Regions from separate parts of the Mus musculus genome. Here region 1 is linked to region 2. Evidence: chromatin contacts called from public promoter capture Hi-C data. All regions are on one chromosome and are shown on one strand. The core of a region is the stretch at or near the end of the contact, and the rest is flanking DNA. Distances in the headings are between cores, read along the strand shown.

Region 1 (4,103 bases), core at 936-3,435, 97 kb before region 2:
CTAACTATTAAGCTGGGTTTAGCAATGCAAGTTTATAACCACAGTGCTGGAAAAGACAGAGAATGATCCCTAAGGTTCCTCGGCGAACCAGTCTAGCCAAACCAGTGACCTCCAGGGGCTGTGAGAAACCCCATCTCAAAAACCCAGGTGCCCCGAAGCTGGAGAGATGGTTCAGTTGTGAGGAGTGCCCACTGCTCTTGCAGGGGACTCTAGTTCAGTTCCAAGTCTCCAAGCTGGGCAGTTACACACACACACACACACACACACACACACACACACACACACTCAGCCCTGAGTGCATGATGGGTATCTCTGTGACTTCTCTCATTTGTTGTGTCAGGTTTCTCCCTGCTGGCTGAGGCAGAGACAGGGGCTGAGGCAGGTAAGGACGCACTGACTCTTTCACCCTCTAATGAAAGGCAGTGACAGCATGTGGCATCCCTGGGGCTGTGGCTCAGTTGGGAGAGTACTTGCCTGACGTGCACAAAGCCCCAGGTTTGGTCTCCAGAATGGAATAAAACAAGGCATATTGGTGGACCCCTGTAGTTCAAGTACTGAGGAGGGGAGGTAAGAGAATCAGGAGCTCAAGGCCATCTTGGGTTGCGTGAGATCCTGTCTTAAAACAAACCAAACAGCAACAACAAAGAGGGAGGACCAATGGGAGAGATGGGAGGACGGGCAATGAGTCTGAGTATCTGGATTCCTTTATGTCTGTCTTGCCTTCTGAGCTCAACTTCCTGAGATTCTGGTGCTCCCACCCTAGCTCTGGTCACCCCAGGCACCAATCTCTGAAATCTCTGGCTTAGGGGAAATTGTCTCAGACCTGATCAACTTCTTATTTATTCTAAAAAGGCTGGGCACAGGACTGGGGACTTGATGGGCACAGAAATAAAATGTTTCTCTATATACCTGTCGACTATAACACATGCTTAATAAAAGTTTGATGGATCTATAATGGGTAGATGGATGGATTGATGGACTAGTAGGTGAATGGATGGATGACGCATGGACCAGTCATGAAGGCATTGGTAGTTGTCTAGAGGATTGCTACGTATGGTTCCCTACATGGACAAATTGAACTTATGGGAACGACAGAAAACCAAGTCACAGAGAAAAGAAAGTTACCATTTTATCTTTTCAGGGTGTGAAGGGCCCTAAGTTCAAAGTCCTTAAATGGATGCAATCTTGTGTATTTTATAAGGTCCCAGGGTCCTCCTCTCCCCTCTATTGGTCCTGTTTAGATACCTACCCCTGTGTCTTCTTACCATCTCTCATCCTAATGTCTTCTGGGAACAAGCCATCATCTCAGAGAGCCTGCTTTTGCTCCTTTTAGTCCCCTTTAGATGGATAGATGGATGGGCAGGTAGAGTGAGGGATGGATGGATGGATGGATAGATGGATGGATGTAGAGATCAATGGAAGAATAGGTAGAAAGAAAGATGGACAGGTAGATGTACGTATGTATGAACAGGTAGACCAATGGATGGATAGATAGATCAATGGATGAATGGGTGGAAAGATGGATAGACAGGTAGATGAATGAATGGATAGATAGATGGATAGGTAGATGTATGTGTAAATGTATGTATGTATGTATGTATGTATGTATGTATGTATGGACAGGTTGATCAATGGATGGATGATAGGCAGATCAAAGGATGTATGGATAGATAGATGGATGGATAGGCAGATCAGTAGATGGATGGATGGATGGATGATGGATGGATGGATGGATGGATGGATGGATGGATGGACAGGTAGATGGATGGATAGATGGATGAATGGTTGGATGGATAGACAGACAGGTAAATCAATAGATGAATGAGTGGACAGAAGGCAGGGAGATAAGGAGGACTCTACTCACTATGCAGCTACAAAAACTGAGGCTCAGAGAACCAAGTAACTTACCCAGGATTTCACGCAATAAGCCACAGAGCAAAGTCATCTAAAACATTTTCCCTTGGCTGTGGCCCAGGCAGGATGACAGCCCTCCCCCAGCTTTCTCTTGCCAGAACCCCAAATAATTGCTGACTCCACTGGACAAGAAATGGGCAACAACTTCCCCATTTTTTGGACCACAGAATGCTCAACGATTTTCGAGGAAGTCCGTGGGGGAGAGGGCGGGAGGGACACCAGAGCCTCTATCTCCTGAGCTGTCCATATAAAGACCAGTGGGAGGGAGATCGGGGTGTCCTCATATCTCCAGGATCTCTTTTCTGCACCCCAGCTTTGAACTCTGAGCTGTGCCTGACCTCCAGAACATGGCGGGCTCTGCTACGATCGTTGCCGGCCTCCTTCTCCTGGTAGCCTGCGCGTGTTGCATCTTCCCCATAGGTGAGACTTCTGGGCCAGTGTGGGGCTGCTGGTAGCAAAAGCTTCTAAGGCCATGGCTGGTTTGGCACAGTGAAGGGTGAGGGAACCAAGAAGTCTGGAGCTGGGGCTGAGGGAGGCACTAAGTGGCTGGGGTATGACAGGCTCTGTGTCTGCAGTTGAGCCTACGGCAGGCTGGATACTGACCTGATTCTTCTCTTTCCTTTCAGATTCTGTGACCATCCCCTCATCTTGCTGCACGTCCTTTATTTCCAAGAAAATTCCAGAAAACCGAGTGGTTAGCTACCAGTTGGCCAACGGCAGCATCTGTCCCAAGGCAGGGGTCATGTGAGTATCTAACTCCAGGGTCCCGAACTCCAGGGTTCTCCTCCTCCCGAGGAGGTCCAGCCCTGGGCATCTCTGAAGAAGGCACTAGACTTCATGAACTTCAGCTTCCTCACCCAGGAAACTAGGGGGAGAGCAGGGCAGGGAGGTAGGTCAGTTCGTAGTATGCTTGCTTAGGATACATGAAGCCCTGCGTGGTTCCATCCCTAATATCACATAACAACCAGGACATGGTATAGGCCAGTAATTCCAACACTCAGGAGGCTAAGAACATCCACAAAGTACCAAATGTGGGCAAGGTATTGTGCACGGAGGGAAATACATGATATGCCATCAGTCTAACTAGTCTTCTCAACAATTTCATAAGACAATGCCAGAACCCCTGCCTAGAATCCCCCAGGGAGGGGCTGGGGACGTGGCTCATCAATAGTCTACTTTCCTAACTTGTAGAAAACTCTGGGTTTCATTCCCAGCATGGCAAAACCAAAAACAATCTCACAGAGAACATAGGACTTTTTCCATTTTAATGAAGGTAGTTGAGGCTCAGTAAGACCTCAGGCTCAAGGCTGCATGACCACCCAGGTCTCTAGATTTCACATAGCTTCAGAGCCACCTTTTCACCTGGGGTAACAAGCATGACCTCGTGTCTTAAGCTATGCTGTACAGGGGGAATGACATGTTAATATTCCCCCAGCTGACATCAGAGCGTCCCTGAGAGCTGGCACCAAAGGGGGCATCCAGGGCTCACCTCTCAGCTATAGCAGGCCCAGGAGCCATGTTTCCATGCCTAGTGTGATCTGATGATGTTTACCTTTAAAAAATGGGTATGTGTGTAGATGAGCTGGGCATGAGTGTCCACGTCATGTGTGTGCATGTCTGTGGAGACCAGAGGCTAATTTTGGGTGTCACCAAGTATACTGAGCACCTCCTTCAAAATAGAAGTCTCTCTCTCTTTTTTTAATTAAGTTTTGTGTGTGTGTGTGTGTGTGTGTGTGTGCATGCACACATGCATGCACTCTGCAGAACATGTATAGGGGTTCTCTTATTCTACCCTGTGGGTCCCAGAAATAGAACTCAGGCTTGGCGACAAGCACTTTCCCTGCTGAACCGTCTCTGGCTTCCTCACCGGCCTGGAGCTCACCAAGTAGTTTAGGCTAGCTGGCTGTCAAGCTGTGGGGAATCCCCCTAGCTCTGCCTCCTCAGTGCTGAGATTACAAGCTCATGCCACCATGCTTGGAGTCCTGACAATTGAACGTGTATCCTCACAGTTGTAAGGCATACATTTTCCCCAGCTAAGCTGACCTCTCAGATCTGTTCTCCTGCTATAGATCTGACACAGACCATATCTGTATCACCATATCCAGCACCATACTTCAAAGGCAGAGCCTCCTTTGTCTCACAGGGACGCCACAGAATGAGCGTATCCGCACACTCCACCATCCTGTCCC
Region 2 (4,284 bases), core at 745-3,244:
TTGTTTTTGATTTTTTTGATTTTTTCTGTATTGGTGTTTTGGCTACATGCCCCCCTGCTGCCCAAAGGAGGCCAGAAGAGGATATTGAATCTTGATATTGAAACTTGAGTTACAAACAGTTGTGTGTCACTATGTGGCTGCTGGGAATTGAACTCAGGTTCTCTGGAAGAGCTCTTAACTGCTGAGCCATCTCTCCAGTCCCACTTCCTCTGCCCCAGTTTGCTTTTTTATAAATATGGGCCGGCTTGTCTAGACCTACCAACCAACAGTGGGCTGGGCCCTCCCATGTTAATCATCAGTCTGATGGAGGCAATTCCTTTACTGAGGTTCCTTCTTCCCAAATTTCTAGGTGTGTGTTAAGCTAAGAAAAACTAAGTAGCCAGGGGGATGTAGATAGGATGGCTGGACTTGGTGCTCTGTAGAGATCTGGGTTCAAATTATGAAACCTGCTGTTCACAAGCTGGGTCATCTCAGCAGGGAGCTGTACTTGTTAGTCTTTGCTGTGATAACATTCCTGACAGAGGAGCTTAGAAAAGGATGTACCTCACAGCCCATCATGGCGGCAGGAGCGTGAGGCGGCTGCTCACACTGCATCCCAGTCAGGAAGCAGAGAGAGATGGACGCTGGTGCTCAGCACACTTTCTCCTTTGAGTTCAGATGGGGGCCCCGGCTCATGGGATGGTGCAACCACATCCAGGGAGGGTCTAGTCTTCCCGCCTCAACTAACCAATCTAGATGTTCCCTCACAGACACGCCCAGAGGGGCGTATCATAGTGATTTAAAATCTAGTTGTAGGACCCTTCTTCTTCTACTGGGTTGCCTTATCCAGCCTTAATGTGCTGGAATGTGCCTGGTCTTATTGTAGCTTGTTACGCTGTGTCTGGTTGATGTCCCTGTTAGGACTGTTTTTCTCTGAGGAAAGGAGAGGTGTGGATCTGGGGGAGAGAGGGAGGAGGGGAAATTGTAGTCAGAATGTAATATTTGAGAGAATAATAATAATAATAGTAATAATAATAATAATAATAATAATAATAATAATTAGAGCCAGGCATGTTATACACCTTTAGTCTCAGAACTTGTTGGGGCAGAGGCAGGCCTATGTCTCTAAGTTTGAAGCTACCCTGGTGTATGAAGTGAGTCCACGATAGGCAAGGACTCTGTTACACAGAGAAACCCTGCCTTGAAAATACAAATAAATAAACAAAAACCAACAAATAATTTTTAAAAAAATTACAAAAATAAAATCCAGTCAAGTTGGCAATGAAGGTTAACCCTCATACTAGGTATGGTGACCCCGGAAAGGTTACTCAGCCATTCTGGGCCTCAGTCTCCCCATCTGTTCAGCAGAGTTAGACCCAATGTTGGTGTAAATGCTAAGTGAACTGATGTGTAAGCTGGAATTCAGGTAGGAGGGGTTAAAAGAGGATTGTGTATGTGCTGGGAATCAAACCCAGGACCTCACACATGCCAGACAAGTGTACACTCACTGCAGGCCAGGCCCCTGCTGTAGAACTGTCTTCCTGTCTTCCCAAAAGCAAGCAGCGGGTAGTTTTGTCTCTCTTTTCTGTGATGTATATGGCCTTTGTGTCTGCATGTATGTATGTATGTATGCATGCATGCATGTATGTATATATATATGTGCTTAACAAGCATACCATGCCTAGTTCCCATGAAGGTCAGAAGAGTGGGCACTGGGATTCCAGATTGTCAGGGACTCTGGGAGAGCAACCAGCGCTCTTAGCCACTGAGCCATCTCTTAGCCCCCGTGTCTCTTCTTCTTAAAGCTCTTCCTCCAAGAGGAGGTAAAGTCCCAAAGGGACTGAATATGTTCCAGTATTGATCTGTCTGGCCCGAGCATTTTAAAAGCTAAACAGGGAATAAAGGAGAGAGAGACAAACTGACCAAAGGGAAAACACAAGGCCTGGGGAGGAACAGGGCTGGGGCAGGGGGGCGGGGCTCAGGCTGATGTCACTTCCTTCATCCAATGGCATCTGCACAGGACTCTCACCAACCCTTTTGCTTCCTGATCCCCCCTCCCCCACCTTGCTTCCTCTTTACCCAGAAGATCCAGTCGGTCCCTCGAAAGCTTGCACGGCCATTACTGTCTAGACCACCTGTGCCCATCTGGTAGAACTGGTGAGTCCCAAATGGGCAAAAGCCTTGTCATCAGTCCATTTGAAACAAGCCAGCTTGACCAGTGGTAACTCCTTTTCAGCTGGGTCCCCCTGTTAAGACCTAGCTGCCTGCACTTCCCATCCTCCTGTCTTTCATGGCGTTTGAGAGGGACCATTCAGTCCTTCCAAGGGACCCAAGCAGCCCTAGTCACGTTCACTGTGATTGTCTGCAGCAAGGTCAGTTTCCAGCTCAGTCCCTCAAGGTCTCGCCATGTAGAACTGACTGGCCTGAGACAGGGCATTTACCTCTGCCCCTTTCCTCCAGTGCTGGAATTAATCTATGTGCCATACCCAGCTCTATGTTTTCCCTATTGATGTCCTTGGTCACTCACTTGAGGATTCTGGGTGTCTTTGTATGACTTCAATGGCTGTGATAAAATGCTAGGACTTTAAGCAACCTGGAGAGGAAAGGGTTTATTTCATCCGACAACTTTCTGGCCATGCTCCATCACCGAGTCAGGGAAGAACTCAAGGCAGGAACTGAAGCAGAGCCCATGGAGGAACTCTGCTTACTGGCTTGCTCCCCATGGTTTGCTCAGCCTATTTCTCGTATGCCCAGGACTGCCCAGGGCAGTCATCATTGCGCCCCTCCCACATCCTCACTAAGAAAATGCTACACAGCCTTGCTTTCAACTGCAGCTTACTGACGTGTTTTCTCAATTGTGGTTCCCTCTTCTCAGAGAACTTTAGCTTGTGTTAAGTTGACAACACCAACAAAAGACAGTTGACATGCAATTGTTGTGTCAATTTGACACACCAAATGCATCACTATTCAGCTATAACCTTTCTGTTTTTATCCTCAAGCTCTCAATAATGGCATCAAAATATACAGCATAAGTAACTTTAAAAGTCCTCTACTGTTTAGAAACTCAAATACTTTCAAAGTTGTCTCTTTAAAATATCCAAAGTCTCTTACAAACTTCAAAGCCTTTCTAAAATTCCAAAGTCTCACAACTTGTGGGCTCCTGTAAAATAAAATAATAAGTTACATACTTCTTTCAAACAAGAACATCCGGGGCACAGTTGAGTCAAAGCAGAGCGAAACAGATGTCCCACAGTGCTAGGCTCCGTGCTGACCTTCTGGGACTTGCTCAGGATCTTCTGGACTCCACGAGGCTTGAGCCTCTCTAGCCCTGCCATTCACAGCCTATTCAGCTTGCCTGGTGGGCTCATACTAGCTCCACAGCATACCTGCTGACGGCCTGGCTGGTCATCCCATGGTACTGGCACCTCCAAAATACTGGGGTCTCTGTGATGGCTGCGGCTGGGCTGCATTCTCAGCAGTAGCCTTTCCTGAGCTCTTCTTCAGGAACGCTGATCCTGTCACACTGTGCCAAGCCCCAAGGTCTCCCCATGACCCCTTCAATGCTGGGGCTTCTACTTCAACTGGGGCTGCATTCACTGTTGATTTCTTTTGACCTCTCGTGGTGCCGAATCTCAGGTACTCTTCACAGCTCCTTCATGTGTTCCAAACCAGTACCACGGAGAGATGTTTACACATTTCCAAGTTTGACTGCCAACATGAGAGCCTGGGCTCCTCTTGGACCACAGCTTCTGTGTGCTAACCCTGGGGAAACACTCTTGGGAGATTTCACCTCAGTGATGCTGGTCTCATCTTAATGCCAGCTGATTCTTCAGCCCTGGCTGCTCAGTATCAATTGTCCAAGCAAAGCAAAGGTTTCATTTAATGGTTCCTTGTTGATTACAGCTGATCAGGGTGGCTGATTCTTCAAGGTCTTAGTAGAGTCCTTTAAGGGACCGTCAAAGCTCCCTCTGAAATTTCACAAGCCAGGCCACCCTCATTTGCATTGCTCCCAGCTTTATCTTTTAGGTTCCCACAGTGGTTCATTAAGCTCTGAACCTCTCAATGGCTTTCCTAGCCCAAAATCCCAGAGTTCTACAACCCTTCCAAAACCCAATCAGGTCTGTCACACAAATACCCCATTCCTCATACCAATTTCTGTCTTAGGGTTTCTGTTGTTTTGAGTAAAAATACTACCAACCAAAAGCAACTTCGGGATGTAAATATTTCTTCTTACAACTCTTTGGTTACACATAGACCATCACAGTGGGAAATCGGGGGAGGAACTCAAAGCAGAAACTCAGGCAG

Evidence for each region. Promoter capture Hi-C pulls out the DNA fragments that hold promoters and counts their contacts.
Region 1: a contact with region 2 is called in a promoter capture Hi-C map of macrophages, with 6 read pairs. The contact joins the promoter of Ccl24 here to the enhancer-like site in region 2. A contact is called at or near these places in 2 of 39 promoter capture datasets (cranial neural crest and macrophages), 3 of 115 datasets of contacts at active chromatin or transcription factors (embryonic stem cells and pancreatic cancer cells) and 3 of 9 other capture datasets (adipose tissue, embryonic stem cells and pancreatic islet).

What each region holds. Positions count from the first base shown.
Region 1 is chr5:135,571,131-135,575,233 of GRCm38.p6, reverse strand. Ccl24 (chemokine (C-C motif) ligand 24) reads left to right here and starts at 2,185. Exons shown (of 3, transcript NM_019577.5): 1 at 2,185-2,334; 2 at 2,541-2,658. The coding sequence starts at 2,262.
Region 2 is chr5:135,474,136-135,478,419 of GRCm38.p6, reverse strand. The region is part of intron 1 of Hip1 (huntingtin interacting protein 1); the gene reads left to right. Among named protein-coding and RNA genes, the nearest start is that of Gm52790, 60 kb to the left of the region's middle. Within about 2 kb of position 1,994, at least 20 of the 459 cell types and tissues checked have an H3K27ac peak or open chromatin away from gene starts, as enhancers often do. A contact at or near this core is called in macrophages, where this site is marked.